4 separate regions of the Mus musculus genome follow, and all the other regions are linked to region 3. Evidence: chromatin contacts called from public promoter capture Hi-C data. All regions are on one chromosome and are shown on one strand. Each heading gives the region's core, a stretch centred on a gene start, on an enhancer-like site or on the middle of the called end of the contact. The rest is flanking DNA. Distances are from core to core; before and after follow the strand shown. Region 1 overlaps Nipal2 (NIPA-like domain containing 2). Region 2 overlaps Stk3 (serine/threonine kinase 3). Region 3 holds the start of Snx31 (sorting nexin 31). Region 4 holds the start of BC048602 (cDNA sequence BC048602).

Region 1 (2,815 bases), core at 172-2,671, 1.9 Mb before region 3:
TTGGCCAGTTCTAGTAATAGGCACCAGTGTAGAAAATATTGATATATAAACTCTGACCTAATCTACAAGTGAGAATTTCATCAATTTCATCTCTAAGACAACTTTTGGTTTTAACCTCTATAATAGTAGGAAAGACAGTATGTTGATACTATGAGAAACCAGAAGGCAAAAACAATAATAAAAATTCCTTTGTCAAAAATATCTCAAACTCTACGCATGAAAAGAACATATTTACATAGTAATTCTACAAACAGACCTTAACAAGTAAATGTCTGGCTTCTGGTTTCTGGTCACTATATGGTAGCTTTTTTGCACTGCTAGAAACAAACCACCAAAACACATCCCTGTCAGCCACAATCAGACCTCACTCTTATGGACAGAGTGAACATACTCAAGGGCTCAGTCAGCTCAAACCATGCTGAGGTACGGCTCTACAACTATCTTTCCCGTTAGTTGTAGAATTTTTAGAAAAAAAAAAAAAAGTATGTCAACTACAATGTATTCCAGCGAGTTAGGATCTAAAGCTTTGAGTATGTGACAGCTTGAAAGATGCTTTCTTATGCTGAAAAAGTTGCCCCACCATCTATCTATGCTGTCAGGGACGAAAGTGTCAAGAAACTCATTTTGATGAAAAAAGTCCCACTTTATTTATTGAGGATAACAAAGACATAACAACTGACCAATGGTGATTTGTATTTTTCTAGACAAGACATTTACCTGGATTAAGGACAGTACTCTTTTCCTTTCTACATTTTCCTTGACATGCATTAATGACCTGAAAAGTCTCCCATCCCCCCAAAAGGTAAAAATACCACCACTGACAACATTAATTCTGTATTATAAATTTAATAGCCCATTACTTCACTGTCAGCAATTTGTCTAGAAATAGTTTGTGGTATTCTCAAAAAAACAAAGATGGATGGAAAACATGTTTCAAATAAAGCTTTAGAATTCAGCAAGTTTTCTGCTTGAGAATGTATGAGCAGACAGAAAATTAAAACGTCAGAGCTTTAGTCCACACGGTTTATATAAGCTGGGTTTTGGACAAATGTGCTGAAGAAAAAAATGCAAGCCATGTGGAAAAGAGGTATTTTCTGCATATTTTCAGCACTAAAACCAATATGCATGTGAAATGCTGTCACAGACATCCATCACAGACATTTCTGGACTGCAGTGAGTTGAGCACATTAGCACTAAGCTTGTTGCTCCCAGAGACAGAGACTCTGTGGCATCAAGGTTTGAGTAAGACTACACATCGCTTGCTCATTGGTCTGCTTGTGTTTCCTCTCATTTGTTTCTAATAAAAGTCTTGGAGACCAACGTTTCTGCTTGACATGACTTCTCTGGAATTTCAAAAGACCCCAGTAAGGCTGCAGGCTGCACTCTGACCATTCTCTAATGGACTGCAGACACAGTTCAGTTAGGGCTTTTTAACAGCACCAGAGAGACACATGAACAATAGAGATCCCACAGGGAGGTTTACAGTGAGGGTTACAAAAGCTAGCTTATTAGATATTCAGACAGAAGGGACCAGGCACAGCTCTGACTCTCATCATCCTCTCAGTCTATTAGTTCCTGCCTTAATCCAAATCAGTTGGGCAACAGGATACTTGGTTTTAATTTCTGAGGAAACTATCCTGGGCCAATGAGAGCTTGCAGCTATTACCTGCCTTTGTGCAATATGATATTCCAAGTATTTGATTCCATCTAATCACCTCCAAATTGACTCTATCTCCTACTCCTATTCACCTTAGCCACAATTAAGAATGGTGTTGTTTATACATCTCATGCAGCACCTGACATGGGGGATACTTACTCAGTGTTCATTTCTTACCTTTAACTGCGCACCATCCAAAGCACTGTGAATGTTTGTGAAATAATCTCTCTCTTAGGCTTGAAATCAGTGTGCTTGTAAGGGTGGAACTGAAAAGTATCACTGGTGCGTCCTACCAATGCCTCTCTGCAGCCTGGAGCCAGTCTCCTCCTGCACAGTCCTGCTTGCTGCCCTTGGATTAATTGACTTTATACTGAGTGAGGTTCCCCACGAATCTCCTTAATTCCACATAGCCTTAATTTCTGGACTGCAAATAACTTCTTATTTTTAACCATCCTTATATCTATTTATAATATAGAACTTAGTTATAAAGGTATAAAATAGACAACAGTTAAGTGTAAGGCCATATTTTGTAGATGCAGGAATGGTCTCATTTCATTCTCTTTGGAATAGGCTTAGAAACGTCGAAGCATTCACAGGAGTGAATATTCTTGAGTATCTTCCTGTGAACTGATTAACTATTGTGAAACAACATAAACTGAAATCTTAGGTTGGAGAAACAGCAGCTAAGAGAATATACTATTTTTGCAGAGGACCTGAGTTTTGTTACCAGCACCCATGTGGGTATATTCATGAGTGTGTACAGTGTGTGTGTGTGTGTGTGTGTGTGTGTGTTTACAACCATCTGGAACTCCAGCTTCCGGACATCTGATGACTCTAGCCTCTGTAGGCACCTGCACTCACATGAACATAGCCATATCTTCCCTTTATAAATAAAAATAAATCTTAAAATTAAAAATAAAGGAATCTTTTTTTTAAAAAAAGAACTGCTGTCCATTTCATCAGTTTATGATTACACCCCCCCCCCCCCCCCCGACCAATTCTACAGGCCGTGTTGTATGAGGTTCCTGGGTCTTAGCTGACTGGAGAAACAGACACACAGGTGTGAGTCAGGCCATTGTTCACTGCCCCCTCCCTGCCACACTATAGTGATGACTGGCTTCATCTATGCAGGTGTTGCATAGGCAGCCACAGGAGCTG
Region 2 (2,921 bases), core at 204-2,703, 1.6 Mb before region 3:
ATGGTCAGTACGCGGGACAAGAAAGGGGAACTTCTGGTTGGCATAAATGGATTCCTACCCTCTAGATAGTTTTTGTTAGTATTGAATTTATAATGGGACAGGAGACGTTTACATCTTCAAAATCACAAAGTTAGATATAAAATCATAAAACCACTGATTAAATTTAGAAAGGAAGGCTCCTGTGACATATTAATTTTATATACTTTGATAAAAGATTCTAGTTTATAAATATATAGCAGAAACATTTTTTATTTATTTTTAGTTATATATATTTTTATTAGAGAATTTCTTTATTTACATTTCAAATGTTATACCCTTTCCTAGTTTCCCCTCCAAAAATTCCCTATCCCCTCCACCCTCCCCCTGCTTCCCAACCCACCCACTCCCATTCCTGGCCCTGGCATTCCCCTATACTGGGGCACAGAACCTTCACAGGACCAAGGGCCTCTCCTCCCATTGATGACCGACTAGGCCATCCTCTGCTACATATGCAGCTAGAGCCACAAGTCCCACCATGTGTTTTCTTTGATTGGTAGTTTAGTCCCAGGGAGCTCTGTGGGTACTGGTTAGTTCATATTGATGTTCCTCCTATGGGGCTGCAAACCCCTTCAGCTCCTTGGGTATTTTCTCTAACTCCTTCATTGGGGACCCTGTGCTCCATCCAATGGATGACTGTGAGCATCCACTTCTATATTTGCCAGGCACTAGCAGAGCTTCTCAGGAGACAGCTATATCAGGGTCCTGTCAACAAGCTGTTGTTAGAATCTGCCATAGTTTCTGGGTTTGATGGTTGTTTATGGGATGGATTCCCAAGTGGAACAGTCTCTGGATCATCATGCCTTCAGTCTCTGCTCCAAACTTTGTAACTCCTTCCATGGGTATTTTGTTTCCCCTTCTAAGAAGGATTCTGAGCTTCTGGGCTAATATCCACTTATCAGTGAGTGCATGGCATGTGTGTTCTTTTGTCATTGGGTTACCTCACGTAGGATGATATCCTCCAGATCCACCCATTAGAAACATTTTCTAAAAGTAGCACAAACACTCAAGTCACAAATATGAGTGGGCCATGAATAGTAATTAGTAAAGTACAGAAGGAAAGATAAATATTTTATATGAAATTATAAAATTCAAACACTAATAAATTTGGTAATGGCACTGAAAGCTTTTAAGGATTACTTTTTGTTTTTAACTTAAAAATCATTAACTCTGGACTTATTTTTTGGTATTTTGGATCACTGTTAGTCTGAGCTGGTATCTTACACTTTTAGAGCATGACAGTTATTTATAATAGTCCCTCTGTTATACTTGACTTACATCCACTCTGTCAGTCCTCACTGGAGAAAAACATGTTGATGCTTGTTAGAGAAAGGTCTGCAGAGCAGATGCTTCCCCACTGCAGAGCAGCCAGTTCCAGTAAGGGACACAACAGCATTTTCAGTCAGAGCCATCATGTGCCAGGAATGCAAAACAGAGCACTGATCATAATCCAGCTTATGAATCATAAGGTCCACATGGAATACAAATATTTGAAAACAATATTAGGAAATCTACTCCACCACTGGGACAGACTTATGCTATAACAGTCTAAGAAACAATTAGATACTTTGTATGAGGAATCTTTACATCTGTTAGAGTTACTAACTTAACATTTTCTAAATATCCTATCATAATTCACTAATTTCTGAGATATTTACACAAAGGTGTTAGGAAGTATTTGCAACACTAATGAGAAAAGGGAACTCCTTTGGTAGATAACCTACTTAAAATAGTCTAACCTTTATTTAATAATCTCCTTAAGTGCCAGGAAACTCCTTTACAAAGAAGCCTCCTTAAAACTGACATCTACTGGCTCTGCCTTCTGTCTAACATTACCCACTTGATCTGCCGAACCTCATACTTAGAGACTCATTCAATGCAGCACCTGAGACAATGACAGAAATAACCTTAAAGCTGTCCTAGAGGATCTGAGACAAAATCTAGCTAATAGCTTACAGGCGCAGACATAATAAACAAATGGACATACTAATGAGAACAGTAAGAAATAAGGGCGCTGTTGCTGCTCAGAATTAGGCTCATCACACAGAAAGCTGCCTCTGGCCTATAGAGTAAAAATTAAGGGCAATTAGTAGTCCTCTCAACTCAGAAGGGTGTAAAAGCAGAAAAATTCTGTCTAGAATGGAAACTAAAAAGTCAATATGATACCATAAAGAGATCGCACCACAGCGGATGAAATGTCTTACACCCTGGAGTCTGTATCAACTACTTGTTAAAAGAGTGCTAGGAAACTAAAGGTAAGTTGGAGAAAAAGATTGAAAAGAGGCTGGAATAAGGTCAGAATTGAGAGTCAGCCATCAGGGTAATTAACGCCCATGCAAAAGCAGGTTAAGTATTAGCAGAAATTTTACAAGCCAAATTTGAAAGAAATCATGAGGGGAAAACCAGTAATCTGAAAATCTTTTGAACAAATTTAATGATTCAAAAATAACTTCAACATGTTGGACCTAAAGAGACCAAACTGACTCTAAAAAGTGTGTGTGTGTGTGTGTACCTGCAGGATCACAGTGGGTCTGAATAAATTGAAGAAAAATAGTATAGATATTACTAGTTATTTATAAGCAAAAGTGATGTGATGGATCTTGCAACTTTAACACCCAGTGAAAGAATCAAAAACTAATTTTTTGTGTGGTAAAAGAGCTGATGACATCACCATGGCCTGTATAGTGCAAGGTCCTTGAGGTGGAGCAGTCAAAGGTCGTGGAGTATTTCCCTCCCTCGTATCTGGACAACTGATTCTGGTACTGTGATGGTTTGAATAGGAAGTGGCCCCCACTAGCTCACAGCTAGAAGCACTGTTTGGGGGAGGTTATGGAACGTTGACACAGAGAGCCTTGGTAGGATAAATCTATCATTTCCATTTCACT
Region 3 (2,700 bases), core at 126-2,625:
AGGCAATGTCAGCTTGTGGGGACCCCGTTGCACAGGGAGCATCAGCAAGAGGGGAACTCCAAAAGCCTTGCAGACCATTGGGTGCTCCCCTTGCCAGGTGCTGGCCTCCCCAGCTCCCCCATCATTCTGAGCTAATCTGGTTTTCCTATCCACCTCACACTCTTTTCTTTTTTTTTTTTTTTTTTTTTTTAGATTTATTTATTATTTTATGTAAGTACACTGTAGCTGTCTTCAGACACACCAGAAGAGGGAGTCAGATCTTGTTACGGATGGTTGCGAGCCACCATGTGGTTGCTGGGATTTGAACTCTGGACCTTCGGAAGAGCAGTCGGGTGCTCTTACCCACTGAGCCATCTCACCAGCCCCCTCACACTCTTTTCTTTTAGGTCTGAGACAAGTCTGTGTAGCCCAGGCTGGTCTTGATTTCTCTATCCCTCACCTCAGTCTTCCATGGGCTAGGACTACAGGAATGTGCCACCCTGCCTGACTTTTATCTTCTTCCTCTTTGCCTATTTACACCCCCTGTTCCTATCTGCCACTGTCACATCCTCTGCTTGGAAGACAGCTCCTGGACCAGTCCCTTCCCAAGCCCCAGTCAGTCTCCCAGAAACCCCCCCTAGATTGCATAAGATGCTTTTGAGTCTTGTGACACTTTCTGACTACCACAAGCCAATCTGTATCGATGTAGCTCATGAGTCTTGGGTTTGCTAACAAAGGGACTTGGAAAGGTGGGCCAGATAAGACCGTGTTAGAACTAGAAGCTGTACAAAGCACACTTGTCCCAGTTGACTCTACTCTGGGATAGGTCTGAGGGCTCTGAGCGCAAGAGGCTAGAGGAAGGCTATTACTCTGCAACTGGTCATTATGGTCTTGTTCATGTTATAAGGCTGACCTGAAGTTGAAGATGTTGGTATAGGAGATAGCTCTGGGATTTAAAGAGTGCCTATAGTTCACAAATCAGGAGCCTGTAGCCAGCCCTCCTCCTCTACCACCACCACCACCACCACCACACCCACACACACACAGTCCAATGTCTTTCAGAGTAACACAATCCAAGCTCACCTGTTCATCCCAGCGGTGCAGCTGGCTGTAGCGTACTTTGCAGAAGAGGAACCCGTCCAGGTACACGGAGTACAACTGAAAGCACAGACACCCGCCTGTTATCCTAGGCGAGGATGAGGACTGGGGTAGGAGGTGCCCAGGGTCACCGAGCCCCTCCCCACCCAACCGACCCCGGGCCCCAGACGCACCACGTAGCGGCCCCCCAGCGCGTCTGGCCGCTGCTGGGACACCGGGATGCAGAAGTGCATCTTCATGGCTCTGGCGATGACCAGGGACAGCGTGGAGAACAGGACCTGCCGCCTAGAGTCTGGGCTGGGTCCTGAGCTCCCACTCCTGCCTTGGGTCTGCGGGTGGGCGGGGTCTGCGCCTGGCTCCGCCCCACCCCGCCCCGCTCCGCCCCGCCCCGCTCCCTCCACTAAACCTCAGCCTGATTCTCAGGCTGGACTAGAGACGTGCGCACACAATCAGGGTTCAGAGGGACCTCAGGGATGCCAGATCTCAGGCCAGGGTCACCCTGGAGGCCAGAGGCTGGAATTTTAGAGACTTTTGAGGAGGAAAACGTGCCTCTGTGGTGCAGGGAGGGAGGGACAGTGTCGAATTCATTTTCAGAGAGCTCAGCCCACAAAAGTTAAGAATCCTGTCTCTAGCCACATGAACATTTTATACAGCTGCCAGAAAGTCACTGATCCAACCCTGCCCCAAATCATCAGAGCCAGGCAGCTTGCCTAAGGAAACAGAGCTTCTCCAGGGGCCACTTCAGGGGCCAGGTCTCCTGTCTGTGACCAACAGAATGTCCACTTCCAGAGTGAGGGGGATGAGATGGCATTCAGATCCGCCTCATACCGGATCTCCTGGCATTTTCTACGGAGGGTGCCTTGATGATTTGGGAGTTTCCCATCACCCCAGCGCTGGCTACAGTATACTGTGGATTAAGATTAGAAAGGGGAAAGGAGGTATACCTTGGAAGTACCCTATCACAGGAGCATTAGGCTCAGGGTTTTTTTGTTTGTTTCTTGTTTTGTTTTTGTCTTAACCTTTTTAAAATGTATCATGGTGTGCAGTCCATATGTAACACTGCTTTGATGGTTTATTGTTGCTGTTTTGTACATATGATTTTTATTTTTTTGATTGGAAGTGGCTTGTTGTCTTATTCTTGTTTTTTAAGTCTTCTTTCTCTCATTATAGGAAATTTAAAACATGGATGTGGCCTGGGTCTCTCTTACCTGGGGAAGCCCTGTTCTTGAGTAGATACCGCTCTCCGTGGCTGGGTTCTTAGGAATCTTTGTTCCCAGAATCTTTCACCGACTTCTTGGTTTTTCACTGTTGATATTGATTAATTCTATTAACTTGTGAATATGGTAAAAACTGATTGTGAACTTGGTGGGATTTAGAATCACCTAGGAGCTAAACCTCTGGGTACATCTGTGAGTTGTCTGTCAACAGACTGAGCGGCACCTCCGACAGGGGACCAGGGGACGGGAAGGAACAAAAGAAGAGTCAGCTTCGCACCAGCGTTATTGATCTCCTGACTGCAGAATTTGAAAGTGGTCAAGCAGGGAAAAAAAGGAAGTGGTCTGACGCTCTCACCAATGCCCAGAGACCTCCTCTTCAAGGACCACATTTGGAAACCTGGAGAAA
Region 4 (2,788 bases), core at 8-2,507, 1.2 Mb before region 3:
TAATAGCCTTTATCAGACTATCAAAATTATATGATTGGGGTTTCGTTGAATCATTTGCTAATCTACTGTTAGAGAAATAATGCAAAGATGAAATGAATTATTTAATTTATTGCCATGCTTAAATGCAGGGCCAAATTCTAATGGAGACTAGTGTGTAAACTCTGATCAGAGATTAGAAGAAATCTCCAAATCTGATGTCTTGTGGCCAGTATAGAGCCCCCAGTCCTGTGTAAATCATGGGTCCGCCTCAGTTATATGTGGTCTAGCCTCAGAGGGATAGGTTTCCCATTAAAGCAAACAGAGCCAGAGTTCGGTTTTCAAAGTGATTTGTGTCATTTTGAACAATTATTTGGCAGTGATTATAAATGACAGAATTCATGGGACATGAAGAAACCTGTCATCTGTTAATGTTTACTCTAATGTGTACGTGCATAATTCCCTAGCATAGCTTCCATTTCAAAGAAAATTCCCAGTGGCCCTATTGCAGCATGATTTGGAGATAATGTTGTTCTGGCCAAAATTAACCACGTCAGGACCTCAAAACATTAAACTTAAGATCTGTATGATTAGGGTTTTTTTTTTTTTTTTTTTTTTTTTTTTTTTTTTTTGTGGGTGGGTCAATGGCTATGGTTCAAGCAGATGTTAACGAGTTAGGCATCTTCCCAGGCTCTGCTAAACACAAAGCTTCAACCCGGTATACATGTGTCTGGTAGTGGAAGTCTACTGATCCTGTCCCCCAAACAAGGATAAAGTAAAGCTAGGTTAAATAGGTCTTTCTCTTTGGTAAGGTTAGATTAGGTTAAATAGCTTAGGAAAATTACATTGGAAACTAAATCTATTTAGCAAATGACCTTAAATTTGTGTAGCATTATTTATGAACCTCACCAAGATCCGCAGTGAACTGTCTGAAGCAGATACCTTGTTTGTTTTACTAGCAGCAACATAAGGCTCACTCACAGCTCTAGTTTATATCTGAAGTATAGGACAGCGCCAGGGCACAGCCGCCAGATTTGGTGTCTTAGTTTGAGTTTTATTGCTGTGAAGAGACACCGCGATCACAGCAACTCTTATGAAGAAAAACATTTAATTGGGGCTGGCTTACAGTTTCAGAGGTTCAGTCCATTGTCATCATGTCAGGAAGCATGGCAGCCTGCAGGTAGACATGGTGCTAGAGAGGGGCTGAGAGACAGGAAGAGGCAGTGAGCCACTAGGTCTGACTTCAGCTTCTGAGGCCTCCAAGCCCACCCCTTAGTGAAGCACTTCCTCCAATAGGGCAACACTTACGTCCACAGGGCCACGCCTCCTAACAGTGCCACTTCCTGTGGGCATATGAGAGCCATTTTCATTCAGACCGTCACATAGGGCTAGAAATATATTCTTTTATATATTTACCACTTGAACAGTACATTTTAAGTTGAAGTTTCCCCATCTCATTCTTTTCAAATTAGCCAATAGCCACCTTACTTCGATAAGGATATCATGAAGAAAATGACTGATTAAAATGTTGCAAAGACTCTGATTAAAAAATCGAGTCCACCACCGTCAGAATGTCCTCCACAGTAAGCAAACACCACTCTCCAGAGGCTACTTCTGCTCTTTGTTCTGTTAGTTTCATAAATTTGGAATGCAGCTCTTTGCTTAGCATTTGGATATGTCTCCTTATAGATTCCAATTTCATAAGTGAAGAGAATATATTTATACATCTTTTTAATAGATGTAGCATTATTCCTGTAGGGAATTAATCTTCACTGTGGACTTCCTGAGCTTACTGTCACCTAGGAGACAGACCTCTGGGTATGTCTATGACGGCATTTCTGGAGAAGTTTATCTGAGACTTACAATGACTGAGTGGAGGTGGCTGGGGTTCTAGACTGCGCACAAGGGAAAGGGGAGCGTCAGTATTTCCTGGCCTCCAGACGTGAGGAGTGGCAGCTGTGTGTGCGTGCTGCCAGGACCTCTGTTACAGCTTCCTGGCCCTGATGGACCTTCCTTCTGAACCTGAGAGTCGTTGAGAGGTAATGTATCACACCAGCAAGTGAGGTAATGAACACAGTACCCTACATGCTTGAACTTTAGTGGGTGTGATAAACACATGATAGTAAATGAGATTTATGTCTTCCTCATCTCTTTGCAAATTCTATTCACTCCTCAACGCCTGACTTAAATGCTACATCTTTAAAGTTCTCTAATCTCTCCCACCACTAAATTCTCTAATGCCCTGTGCTCTTCTCCCTAGTGCATTCATTCATCGTGTTCCAGGTGTGTAAGAGGAGTGTGTGCTCGAGCCCCACTCTCCCTAAAGGACGGAAGCTCCGCACAGTCAGCAGTCAGTGTCTTTGTGTGCCTTGAATGGTATCACTAAATGACAGAACCCAACATGTACAATCCAGTATGAATTCATGCAAATCCCTTATAAAGTTAAGTAAAAAACATATTATAAAGTTTAAAAGCAAGTAAAATTTAGATATCCAAAAATAGCTCATTGGAACTAGGGAAACTGCTCAGTGGGTAGCCTGTTTGGCTGCACAGTGTGAGAGATGGAGTTTAGATCTGCAGTACCCATGTAACAAGGCTGGCAGGAGTGGCAGCCCCCTCATAATCCCAGCAGTCCTGGGAAGTGGGGGTAAAGAATGCTGCGGCCAAGCTGGCCAGTGAGACTAAATAAATCTGCAAACTCCAGGTTGAGTGAGAAACCCTGCTATAAATCTCTGGCCTCTACTTGCACATGAACATAAATGTATATGCATTCATATATGCATGTACCAAAATACATGTGGGCATGTTTGAG

The links. Promoter capture Hi-C pulls out the DNA fragments that hold promoters and counts their contacts.
Region 1: a promoter capture Hi-C map of second pharyngeal arch cranial neural crest shows a contact between it and region 3, with 5 times the contacts expected there. The contact joins the enhancer-like site here to the promoter of Snx31 in region 3. A contact is called at or near these places in 6 of 39 promoter capture datasets (3T3-L1-derived adipocytes, the C10 cell line, hippocampal neurons and 2 more).
Region 2: a promoter capture Hi-C map of liver shows a contact between it and region 3, with 4 times the contacts expected there. The contact joins the enhancer-like site here to the promoter of Snx31 in region 3. A contact is called at or near these places in 5 of 39 promoter capture datasets (the 3T3-L1 cell line, HPC-7-derived erythroid cells, cranial neural crest and 1 more).
Region 4: a contact with region 3 is called in a promoter capture Hi-C map of liver, with 8 times the contacts expected there. The contact joins the promoter of BC048602 here to the promoter of Snx31 in region 3. A contact is called at or near these places in 5 of 39 promoter capture datasets (the 3T3-L1 cell line, cranial neural crest, hippocampal neurons and 2 more).

What each region holds. Positions count from the first base shown.
Region 1 is chr15:34,635,485-34,638,299 of GRCm38.p6, forward strand. The region is part of intron 3 of Nipal2 (NIPA-like domain containing 2); the gene reads right to left. Among named protein-coding and RNA genes, the nearest start is that of 4930413F20Rik, 38 kb to the right of the region's middle. Within about 2 kb of position 1,422, at least 8 of the 459 cell types and tissues checked have an H3K27ac peak or open chromatin away from gene starts, as enhancers often do. A contact at or near this core is called in second pharyngeal arch cranial neural crest, where this site is marked.
Region 2 is chr15:34,964,633-34,967,553 of GRCm38.p6, forward strand. All of the region lies in intron 8 of Stk3 (serine/threonine kinase 3), which reads right to left. Among named protein-coding and RNA genes, the nearest start is that of Gm52204, 56 kb to the left of the region's middle. Within about 2 kb of position 1,454, at least 43 of the 459 cell types and tissues checked have an H3K27ac peak or open chromatin away from gene starts, as enhancers often do.
Region 3 is chr15:36,554,198-36,556,897 of GRCm38.p6, forward strand. It overlaps Snx31 (sorting nexin 31), which reads right to left and starts at 1,376. Exons shown (of 14, transcript NM_001347022.2): 1 at 1,251-1,376; 2 at 1,063-1,137. The coding sequence starts at 1,316.
Region 4 is chr15:35,327,278-35,330,065 of GRCm38.p6, forward strand. BC048602 (cDNA sequence BC048602) reads right to left here and starts at 1,258. Exons shown (of 3, transcript NR_045280.1): 1 at 1,103-1,258. Gm33584 (a long non-coding RNA gene) reads left to right here and starts at 1,713. Exons shown (of 3, transcript XR_383923.3): 1 at 1,713-2,015; 2 at 2,237-2,326.